Regions from separate parts of the Sus scrofa genome. Here region 2 is linked to region 1. Evidence: chromatin contacts called from public HiChIP or PLAC-seq data. All regions are on one chromosome and are shown on one strand. Each heading gives the region's core, a stretch centred on a gene start, on an enhancer-like site or on the middle of the called end of the contact. The rest is flanking DNA. Distances are from core to core; before and after follow the strand shown.

The links. HiChIP or PLAC-seq counts read pairs in DNA pulled down with a chosen protein or histone mark.
Region 2: a contact with region 1 is called in an H3K27ac HiChIP or PLAC-seq map of alveolar macrophages. The contact joins two enhancer-like sites. A contact is called at or near these places in 1 of 47 Hi-C or Micro-C datasets (embryonic fibroblasts) and 1 of 2 datasets of contacts at active chromatin or transcription factors (alveolar macrophages).

Annotation. Positions count from the first base shown.
Region 1 is chr11:76,883,843-76,889,529 of Sscrofa11.1, reverse strand. It overlaps COL4A1 (collagen alpha-1(IV) chain), which reads left to right. Exons shown (of 54, transcript XM_021065910.1): 27 at 1,194-1,286; 28 at 1,409-1,513; 29 at 2,648-2,745; 30 at 4,511-4,661; 31 at 4,890-5,003. Among named protein-coding and RNA genes, the nearest start is that of COL4A2, 110 kb to the left of the region's middle. Within about 2 kb of position 2,954, at least 8 of the 83 cell types and tissues checked have an H3K27ac peak or open chromatin away from gene starts, as enhancers often do. A contact at or near this core is called in alveolar macrophages, where this site is marked.
Region 2 is chr11:77,087,223-77,092,909 of Sscrofa11.1, reverse strand. All of the region lies in intron 4 of COL4A2 (collagen alpha-2(IV) chain), which reads right to left. Among named protein-coding and RNA genes, the nearest start is that of COL4A1, 93 kb to the right of the region's middle. Within about 2 kb of position 3,354, at least 14 of the 83 cell types and tissues checked have an H3K27ac peak or open chromatin away from gene starts, as enhancers often do. A contact at or near this core is called in alveolar macrophages, where this site is marked.

The DNA of each region.
Region 1 (5,687 bases), core at 1,705-4,204:
CCTGTCCCCACTGGGAACCGTTCCTTCCTCAGGAAGACAGTGTTGAGTCGGCCAGCTCCGTGCCTCAGGAGACCTTAGCAGCCCCTGTGGGAACCTTAGGAGCAGCCCTACCAGCTCGGCTCTGATTGTGGGCATTGCTGTGTGGTCACTGGCACCAAGTCAGACTCACTTGATAACTGTTCTTCATTTAGTAAGGATCCCAGCCTCTCTTGTGACTCCTTTAGGGCAGGGAATCCTGGGCTTGCCTTGGGAAGACCCCCATCTTGGAAAAGGGGCCTCCGATCCCTTGTGCCCAGGTCCCGGTTCCCAGACCATCGCCTCAAGGGTTCTTTGCGTGTGGAAACAGAACACTTGCAGGGTTTTTCCTGGCCGGACACGCCCATCAGAAAAGCCACTGGCACGCAGAGCAGATGTGTCTCGACAGGATGGGAAGAAGGTCCTGGAGAGGCCGTGCTGACCGCGCCGCTGGTCGGCTGTCTGCATTCCGTAGGGCTCCTCGGTCATCTAGACCCTGTCGGCCTGGGGATGAGAAACCCGACCTCTTTGATCTGCCAGAGCCCCGTTTACTCTGACGCTCATAAAAGCCATAAAAGTTCCCAGGGCTGGAGCTGATAGCCAGGATGTGTCAGGTCGGGCGGCGGGCCTTTCCCACAGCCCATAGCTAAGGCAGGGGGTGGTGTTGGGAGGCCCTCCATACCCCCGGATTCTTTAAGGTCCTTTCCTAACAGCTGAGCCCTGACGCCCAGTGGCGCTCCCAGGCACAGACGCTGGGGGACGGAGGACAGGTGGTTTCCTGTGTGCTGGAGATGCCACAGAACCGTGAGGGCAGGAACGCCAGTGACCCCCGAGCATGTCGTGAGGGTAACTCGCCCCCCCCATGAACCCAGAGCAACGTGGGATTCGTCCCGTCTGGGAAACGGAGAGGGGCCGGTGGGAGCATTTCAGCGTTTTGAGACTAATGCAGACACTTCCCCAGCCCATCTCACCGTCCGTTACTGTAGAGTCTTCAGCTTTTCCTGACTCTGACTTTAGACGCTTCAGGAATTGTTGCGTCACTCTGTCTGTCTTGGTAGAAGAGGCCTCTGTGAGCGAGGCCAGGAAGGCAGAAGGGAGAAGCGGAGGCGAGACGCCAGGCGCCTCCCCAGGGTCGAGCCGAGGTGGCCTCACGCTCTGTTCTGGCTCTTTTCTCCCAGGTCCCAAGGGCGAAGCAGGAAAAGTCGTGCCCTTGCCTGGCCCCCCCGGAGCAGAAGGACTGCCGGGGTCCCCCGGTTTCCAAGGGCCTCAAGGTACTTTTGGAGTTCAAGTTCACCAGAGGCACAGGGGGAGGTGGGGAGAGAGTGGGGAGGACGGGGGGGTACTCACAGGCTCACGTTTTGCTCACGTTGACTGCTGATCTTTCTCAAAACAGGTGACCGAGGTTTTCCTGGAACCCCAGGAAGGCCGGGCCTCCCGGGAGAGAAGGGTGCAGTCGGCCAGCCTGGAATTGGATTTCCAGGGCCCCCGGGTCCCAAAGGTGAGCCTGCAGGGCAGGGCCAAACTTCGGCCTGGCCCGCGAGGGCCCTGATCCTGGCGTCTGACCCCTGCTGGTCTCTCTCTTTGTCCTCCGTGGATTCTAGGAGAAAAGGGGCAATGGACGTAAACACGCCATGCCTGGAGTTCCCGTCGTGGTTCAGCGGGTTAAGAACTTGACTCGTGTCCATGAGGATGCGGGTTCAATCCCTGGCCTCACTCAGTGGGTTAAGATCTGGTGTTTCCGTGAGCTGGGGTGCAGGTCCTTCCTAGACACGGCTTGGATCTGGTGTTGCTGTGGCTGTGGTGTAAGCCAGCCGCTATAACTCCTGTTGGACCCCTAGCCTGGGAACCTCCATTTGCCGCAGGTGCGGCCCTAAGAAGCCAAAAAGAAAGAAAAAAGAATAAACACACCATACCTGCTAGTAAGCGAGCAGTGGGGGGAGGCTTTCCAAGAGCCGCTGGGAGTGGAGGACAGGGGCTCCAGCCGCCAACGACGGGGTGGTGGCTCCCGGGGCCGTGGGGCGGGGAGGAGCTGGGACAGTGGGACCGCAGGCTGCCCAGGGAGCCGGCAGACGCCCGTTCCCCTAACTGCGCCCTCCAGGGGGTCTCCGTCAGTGAAGGGAGCACACAGCCTGGGCCGGGCTGGCCTGGAAGTTGGGGGACAGTGGGGTGACTGTGAGGAGGGGGCTTTGCTCCGAGGGGAGAGGCGCCGACACTGCGGGGCTGGACCCCCACAGGTACTGATGTTGTAGAACCGGCGCTTCATTCTGAAAACCGTGAGCACATGAGGAGAACAGTGTCCCTGTTTTCGCTGCTTTCTTGGCCTGGCTCCAGGGAGACCGATGTGCAGCCTTCGGTCCAGAGCCCAAAAGGGCTGGGAGCCGCACGGCCGGCAGCCTGGTCCCAGTGCCCCCGCTTCAACTGGAAGATGAGGGACGAGAGGGCGGATGTGGGGAGAAGGAGGGGCAGCAGGTGCTGCGCGCGGTCCTGGCGCCCGGCCGCCCCCAGGCCGGGGGGGTCTTGTCTTCCCTGTTGTTCCCTCGCATGTGCTCAGGTTCATCTGAGCAGGTGTAAGAGGGGAGAGAGGAGGGAGCAGCTTTATTACGTGAATGAGTCTGTGGATTTTTCGAAACAGGTGTTGATGGTTTACCTGGAGATGCTGGACCTCCCGGGAATCCCGGTCGCCAAGGGTTTAACGGCTTACCTGGCAACCCAGGTGCGCCCGGCCAAAAGGTGGGTACCAGGGTTCTCGGATGGCCGTTTCCGCATCCTTGTGATAAACGGGACACGTAAAAGGCGGGTTATTAATCTCACAGAGGGTACTGGGCAGCGTGTTGTGTTTGAACGAAATTGCATCAAATAGCAAATACCAAAGTACCCGGCATGGCACACAGTCGTGTGTGTTTGGGGCTGAATCATTGGTTTCCACTGTGTGTGCCCTTGCGGGTGTGTCCTGGGTCTGTGCACGTGTGTCTCACCGGGAGTGGCGGAAGGAAGCCCCTGTCCCAAGGACGTATCAACCTCCAGGAAGGTGGAGGGCAGCCTTCCTCGGCCTCACGACGCTGCCATTCAGTAATTCCTCGTGGTGGGGGCCGCGCCCGGCATCGTGGGGTCTTTAACAGCCTCCTCCGAGGCGCTAACCCACACATCCCAAAGGAGCACCCCCACACCCGCCCCCCCTTGCGATGGCCAAAAATATCGCCGACTTTACCAAACACGGCCCGGGGACCAAGGGCGCTGGTTGGGGACCCTGGGCTGGTGGCGTCAGGCCCTCCGGGACCTCAGATGCCCTCCCCTCTTGCCAGTCCTGCACTTCCGCCTGCCAGCCCAGCTGACCCTGGTTGGCGCCTTCCTGCTGTGACATAAAGAAGGGGAAGTGCCAGAAGGCCGGTGTCTTACGTGGGAGGAGCCGCAAGCCTTGCGGAGACGCATCTTTGCCAACACAGACCTGGGCGGCTGTTCCCACCCTCGGGGGCGGGGGGCAGGCGGGCGGCTGTGTCTCTGGGACGCGGGGACACTTCCTCCCCAGAAGCGCCTGGCCTGTGGTGTCCCCGCCCCACGTGGCTGGCGTGGATGGAAGCCTTGGGACGGCTGTCTTTTCGAGACACATTGTCACTTTCCCCTGAGGAACCTCACTTGGTGAGAAAGGGAGGCAGCGGTGGCAGCGTGTGGGCGCGAGTTAGTCAGCGCCCAGTGGACCTGGAACCAAGGATTTGGTTTACGCTTTGAAATCTTGGGCTTTTTCAAAACCCCTGGGACGGAGTTCCTTCCAGTTTGCAAATTTCAGCGCGGGGCCAGGTCTCCGGAGAAGTCCCTGCGGCCCGCTCACGCCCACCGGGCCCTCCCTGGAAGGTGTCACCTCCAGGGGATGCCGGGGGGGCTCTGTGACATAGTGTCCATCTTCTGCTCCAATGGGCCTGTGGGTGTTAAATGGGGTGTTTTGAAGGCCCCCTCTTCAGGCCCTCGAAATGCTGCCTTTTTTAAAATCATCTGTATGTGTCGAAGCCCTTTGATTCATGAAATGGCTTTAAATGTGAGTTAAATTTGACGTGAAAGACTTCCTTTAACAAAAAAGGCAGCGAGTTCCCATGCTGGAACTTTCTACCTCTCAAGGTAATGGCTGGCTGGCCACCGATCACGCTGGGCATTGCTCCCGCCACGGAGAGTCAGCTCCTCGCAGACATAGGGCAGCAGAGTCAAGGGGCCCAGACCCTGAGGGAGGAACGCCTACCTCTGAAAGGCGACAAGCTGGATAGGCGGGTGTCGGGGCGGGGCTTGGCTTTCCGCCTTCGGGGAATGCAAATGATAGACATCAGCCCCCCTTGTCCCGGAGTGAGACCGAGGGAAGCCATGGGTGTGAAGAAGCGTCACAGCCTGGAGGGCAGGGTGGATGCTCGTCTTATAAATGCACCTGCAGCATCAGTTATCACTGACGCTCTTGGCCTGATCGCATCGCGGGCTCTGAGGGTCACTGGATCTCTGTGCTTGGGGTCTCCAGGGAGAGCCTGGAATCGGGCTGCCAGGACTCAAAGGGCTGCCAGGGCTGCCCGGCACCCCCGGAACCCCTGGGGAGAAGGGAAACATCGGGGGACCAGGAGTTCCTGGAGAGCACGGCGCCATCGGCCCCCCAGGCCTTCAGGGAATCCGAGGTAACCTCTTACAGGCAAATCTAGCTGGCGGCAGGGGCGGGGTCTGTTCATTTTGTGTCCCTGGAGCCCCTATCAGACCCTAGAAAATGTTTGTTGAATGAATGATGAAAATCCCAGATGGCTCTAGCTCCCAGTTTTCTGTGGCCGTCGCACACTGTTTGGGTGGGTGGTGGGTGCTGTGGCACCTGTTATGTGCCCAGGTGGTATACACATGACTTCTCTGTCCAGGTGACCCAGGACCTCCTGGATTGCAAGGTCCCAAAGGAGCACCGGGAGTCCCCGGAATAGGGCCCCCTGGAGCCATGGGCCCCCCTGGAGGACAGGGGCCCCCAGGATCATCAGGTAACACCACGGTCTTTAGGATGGTCCCTCCCCTGACTCCTGATCCGTGAATAAGTTGGGGGGGGACAACAAGGCCCCCCTGAACAGCACAGGGAACTATATTCACAATTCTGTGATAAACCGTGATGAAAAGACAGAAAAAAGGGGGGGCATCAATTCTGTTTCGTAGTTGTGGGTTTGGGTGTTTTTGCTTAAACCTAAGTCCCGGGGCTCTTTTCCTCCCACTGAGCCTGGTCTCGTGCCGAAGACACCCCCTTCCTGTCGAACACGCGCTGCCCTTTGTATTTAATGCCGAAAGGTGCTGTCTTTAGCTTCTCATCGTCTGTGGGAGGGTTAGTAAGATGCGGGTGTAACTTCAATGAAATGAGTCTGGGAGCTACGTGGCCTTTAACGTCGTGTAGAAGTCAGATGGCGGTGCCGGAGGGGGCAGGACGGTCCGTGAGGAACGCAGAGGAGAAGCTGGTCGTAGTCTAGGGGGGCCGGGTGGGCACGGCTGACTGCTGACGGCAGGAAGGAGGGGCTTGGTCTTAGGGTGCTGTTTCCCCACCGACTGCCTCAGACACCCCTGTCTGAGGAGGTGGGAGCCGTCCAGCCCCCGAGGTGAGTGTGCTCACACGCCTTCCGCAGGAAGTGATGGTTAAACAGGGGACTGTCACTGCAGACACCCTGTCGCCTTGCTGATGC
Region 2 (5,687 bases), core at 2,105-4,604, 200 kb before region 1:
GGTACGTTCTTAACCGCGGATTAAGACAGACAACACTGAGAAATGGAAGGAGAGAGGACGCTTGTTAAATGCCACCTTAAACACATCCGGCCAGATGCTTTTCAAAAGCGTCTGTTGGGGAGGCGAGAAAAGCTGGGGAGCCCAGCCTGCACTCTCCATGTCTGGAAGCAGGTCTGTCCGAGAGTGATCCTGGCAGGTTTAGGTCCGTCCAGCCCACAGCCCACAGCCCACAGGATGAAGCGGGTGGACGTGGCTCAGGACCAAATTAGATTCAGGAGCAAAAGATACACCGAGGAGTCACTGGTTCCATTACAGGTGATTTCCATGAAAAACAAAAACAGAGGGAGTCACTCGTAATCATAGCAGCCATTGTGTAGTTTATCAGAAACGATTAGACTTGGAAGAGTCACATTTTAACGTCAAGAGAAGACCCCTCTTGTTCGCCACCCACGGGCCCAATCAGCCGGAAAACACTGCTCCTTATTCTAAGAACAGGCACACGGGTACAAGGGCCGCCCGACACAGTGGCTTCAGCCCAACGCGGGGCTGAGCTTTTTATAGTCTGGATGTGATCTGGCTTGGCACAGCTCCGAAAAGTTGATTTTCTGGAAGAGCCTTTCATTGCCCCTGCGCTTGTAGCAACAAGGACGTTTCCTTTGCCTAAAGATGAACCCCTGCCGGACAGTCGGCCTCGATCTGCTAGGCCTCCCGCTCTCGCGGAAGGCGGAGGTGGGAGTGGGGACGAGCTGGGCCTCGGGCAGAGGCAGCCTGCAGGGAAGCGGCTGGAAGGAGCCGACTCCGGGATCCGGTGGTCGGGCCTCCCGTAGGCACGAGCCGCTCCTTGACCGGGCAGCGGACCGCGGGGAAGCAGACCAACACCAGAGCATCAGCGGCAGCTCCTACGTCATCAGGCGCTATCGCCGGGGCGGCCCCTCTGCGCTCTCGCAGTCACAGTGACACCGAAAGCACTTCAATGGTTCCTCAGAAAATTAAACACAGAGAACAGGCGGCAACGCAGTCACTGGAATCCTAAAACTGGTCGTGAAAACGGTGGCCGCAGTGGTGGCCTTGGTGGCAGGCTGTTAGTTTTCACGTGCCAGCTGCCCGGGCCGCCTGCTCCCAGGTGCTCCCAGGTCATGCTCTTTGGTCATTTCAGGTGCGCAGTGGAGACTGGGCTGTGACACCGGTCTCTGTCCCTGCCTGGCAAGGGGCCCTGTGCTGGTGGCCGGCTGCCCGGGCACGTGGCCTCGGGGGGCGGGGGTGGCGCAGAGCGAGAGGAGACACCGTGCGCTTGGCCTTGCGCTGAGATGGCCAACCAGGCTGGCGGCCTCGGCGGGACTGCTCAGTACCCTTGGCACAGTCCGGGAACGGAACCAGCAGCTCTATCTCCTGCTCATTTAGACTAAACACAGCCACATGAAAGAAAAATATTCTCGAAGTTGGCATTATATTAAGCGGGTCTGTTATGAAAAAAGAAATTGGCCAACAAAGGGAACAAGATTAGGAGCCAGCGAGGGTTCCGACTTGGCTGGGCACCCGGCCCTTTTTCCTGTTCATCTGTGTGTCCAACGTTCCTGAACAGGACAAGTTCTAAATTGAGCCCTGTCCTAGAAAGGGCGTGGCCCCTCTGCTCCTTCCTTGGCTTTAATCCACTTATCTGTCATCTCCGTTTCCTCAAAGTTTGGACTTTTTTCATTTCCTTTGGAAGATTTCAAAATTGGTTTTGAAATTGGCCCACAGCGAAACCCACTTTTCTGGTGTGTCATTCTGGGTTGGGACATGTGCTGGGAGCTGCATCTTCCCAAGTCGCTGGGCTGTCCTCCTGCCGTCAAGCCCCCTCCCCAACCTCTGCGGACGCCCGAGCTTCCTCCAGCTTCTTGTCCCGCCTCTCCTGGACGGTCACAGTGAGGCGCTCAGCGCCTCCTCTCCAGAGTGGCTCTGTGATCCACTGCCCAGCTGCGTGTCGGGACCATGTGACCTGTCTGGTGTAGCTGCCACCACGGCCCTTAGCCATGCACTCCCTGAAGGGCGCCTGAACTGTGTCCAGAGGTTGGCCAGTGTGACTCAGGCTGCCAGAATCATTCAGGTATGGCTATTTGGTGTGTGGACTTGTTTTCGTGAATACCCACGAATGAGATCACCGTACCTTCCCAAAGAGGCCTGGGGGAAGGTCACTGCTGTCCCCACTACACTGTCCTCAGAGGCCGGCTCCAGGGCAAGGACCACCCCTGAGTGGCTGCTTCCTGCAGGTGGAGGTTCCTCTCCTCCCTCACCTTCCCCCTCAGATCTGTCCTCGAGGCTCAGGGGCCCACCTCGTTGGTACACCTCGGCTGTGTCCCTGCCAATGCAGCCTGGGTCCCCTGGCTCCAGGCTGACCGAGCTTGGCACCAGGCCTCGCACCTCATGGCCTTTGCACGTGCCTGTCCTCCCGGCTCCAGCTGCTCTGGGGACCTTCTCCTGACCCTGACCCTGACCAGGGGCTCACAAAGCTGCTCCAACCACAGCACTCACTGAGCTGGTCGCTGGGGCCCGGTCTTGTCAGAGCCTCTGTCCCCAGCCTCTGCCACAGCACTGGGCACCCAGAACGTGCTCGTGTCTGCTCCACGAATGAACGAGGGCTGTGCCGTCACCCAGCCCTGCCCGGCGACAAAGTCGGCTTCCTCCGGTCTCCTGTTTTCCGACCATCAGAAGCAGCGCGTGACTGCGGAGGCATTTCCACAGTGGAGTGTCAGTGGTGATTCTGTGGCGGGCCCGCGGCCCTCTGGTCCTGCCTCCCCCCAGGTCCCTAAGTCACGCCATCACGTCAAAATGCGTCGCCCACCACCTCAGCTCTCGTCCACCCTCCGCGCCAGAACCGACGCCCTTCCGAGAGTCGGTTCTACCTGACGGTCTGGTTTTATCTGCATTGTCAGCGAGGATGCTTTCCAGGCCTCTGGGACGGAACCAGAAAGGGTGGCCCCAGCACCGGCCCGTCGAAACCGCGCGCGGATCACACAGACAGGTGAGACATTGCCTGTTGAAATCTAGACGGGAAACGAGCCAGGGCTCCTCCTGCGGAGCTGGGTCCTGGGACCGTTGGAACCAGGCTCTTCTGAGCACCAGCGACAGCCAGAAGCTGTTGAGCACATCGCTGTGGCTCTGGAGGTGGCAGATTGTGGAGAAGGGGGTGAGTTTGCCAGCGTGGTCTGTACAAAGCCACGAAAGGAAGATTTTTCCACAGTTACGGAAGGTCTCCAGTGTAAAATCAAATTTTAACATCACAGCAACCGAAGACGCCCGGGGACTGCCACTTGGCTACCCCGGGGTCTGAGGGCTCCCTGCAGTTCTGGTGGCCAACACTAGGTGGCAGCCCCTCGTGCTCTTTGGACCAGGGCCCTCCCCACGCTTGGTTTGCAAAGGCCAAGGTCTTGCGAGCGTTTTTGGGTTGGGATGGCCTTCCTCAGTGTCGGAAGGCAGGTCTCGCATTTACCGTGGAGCCAGCCGCCCATGGGGGGAATGCTGGTGAAAATTTTGATGGCAGAATTCCAGTGGTGTCCAGAGAGCTGGTCAAATCCCGTTTTTCTTGTCACAGGGCAGCTGCACTAAATCAATAGTTATTTTATAATTCCCTTCCCTTTCGACTGCTCAAAGGAAAGTGTTTAAATACACAGCCATAGATACAGATACAGAGAGATGATCTGAGGGCCTTTGGAGCCCAGACCCAGCGCAGAGATCAAGGCACTGGACTTGGTCCCGTGTGGGACTAGGTTAGAAGAACAACTAGCATCTCTAGACCAGAGCATGTACTGCCGGCAGCAATTCTCAAGAGTAAACTGGCTTAAGCCCCACAATACCTCTGTGAGGCAGGAACTGTTCTTAGATCCGTTTTATAAGTGGGGAAGCAGAGGCACGAGGTTGGGGGGCCTTAGCTGGCTGGGAGAGGAGGGGATTCCTACCCAGCTTTCCAGAACATTCCAGAGGCCCAGTCACTGCACGTTTGAACCTCCCCGGAGTCAGAGAGGTGACTCTGGACCCTGAATGTATCTTTTTTACTGATCTTCATGAAGCTACAGTCAAGCCCAGAGCAGATGGACAAACTGACTGAGAAACAAACCCGTGTACGCCTGGTTCATGGACATCTATACAACACTGAGCCACCTGCAACCTGCAGCGATTATCCGAAAGCCTGGCTTCTCTGCTTTAACCAGATGCTGCTCAACTGGGGCCATTTCACGGCTCATTAATCCCCCTCCTGCTTGAGAAAGTGACCTGGGCCAGAAAGAAAAGGTGAAACTCAAACGAGGCCATTCTGCTACTTTCAGCAATTCTGCTCAGAAGGTATGTGGGGGTGGGGGGGAGCGGGGGGACAGGGTGAAAGTCTGAGCTATCAAAACACTCTGGGGACAATCAGACATGTCTCTCACCTGCATTCTCTCCAGCTTCCATGAACAGATCCACTGCTGAGGGGCTGTGTTACAAAGATCTGACGGCTTCTGAACCGTGGTGGCAGTTTTTATGGTAAAATGATTGACTTGCTAAGCATTTCCAGAACAAAGGGTTTAGCTGGATCTTTGAGAGAATATGCTTTCAGAGTCAGGGACCACGTGGGAAATTCAAGCATCTGCCTCCCAGGAGAGCCTGTTGTGGTGGGAGGAGCCACATGGCTGACGAGGCTCTGTGCATTAACCACAGCAAGGAACCCAGAGAAGAAACTAAGAAACTGAAGGCCATGCACAGGCCCGGCCATGCCTGATGGGCACCAGGGCCACCCCCACTCCCCCTGCCCCTCACAAGGCAAGAGGGGGAGGGTCAGAACCTGCGGCTACCTGGTTCTGAACAAAACGAAGGGATATAGAAGTGTCTTCAACCCCAATTTTGGGAGAGGCATCGTGAGACAGAATGGTAGTTGTTTCCTAGGATAAGTGTGAGAAGAAAGGAAACTTTGAAAGAGATGCCAGAGGGAAGTGGTGAGAGATGGCAGTGGGTGCTCACAGACGGAAGGGTTCTGGACATTTTCAGGGGGTGATGGGGCCACGTGGGGCTGTGGGGTTCTGACGGTCCACACGTGATGGGGACTGTATTTGTGCAGTGCTGGACACAGTCTCAGCACGTCAGACCATGCGAGGGACTGGGACACGTGCTGGACACAGCCTCAGTGTGCCAGACCACGTGAGGGGACTGGAACACACGCTGGACTATGGACGTGTGACCCTTGTGACCTAGGGAACAACCTGGAGAAAGATCTAGCCCAGCTCCCAAAATGATGACTATGAGTCCTGATGTATCCTGGACCGGTCAGTAGTGGCAGGGCAGCCTGGTGTCCAAGGTCATCAATTCCTCACAATCTATGCTGCCCGTGAAGTCCGATACTGGAAAAGATTAATGCATTCATCTTTTTATGGCTGCGTCTGTGGCATATAGAAGTTCTAGGCTAGAAGTTGAGTCGGAGCTGCACCTGCTGGCCTATACCACAGTCACAACAACTCAGTATCCGAGCCACATGTGTAACCTACACTGCAGGAGGTGACGGTGCCAGATCCTCTACTGAGCGGTCAGGGACCAAACCCGCATCCTCATAGACACCACGTGAGGTTCTTAACCTGCTGAGCCGCGATGGGAACTCTGATGTTGGGAAAGGTTACAGGGCGGACAGTAGAGCCAGATCACAATTCAGTCTTCCCGATTCACAGCTTCGAAAGTCTCTGCCA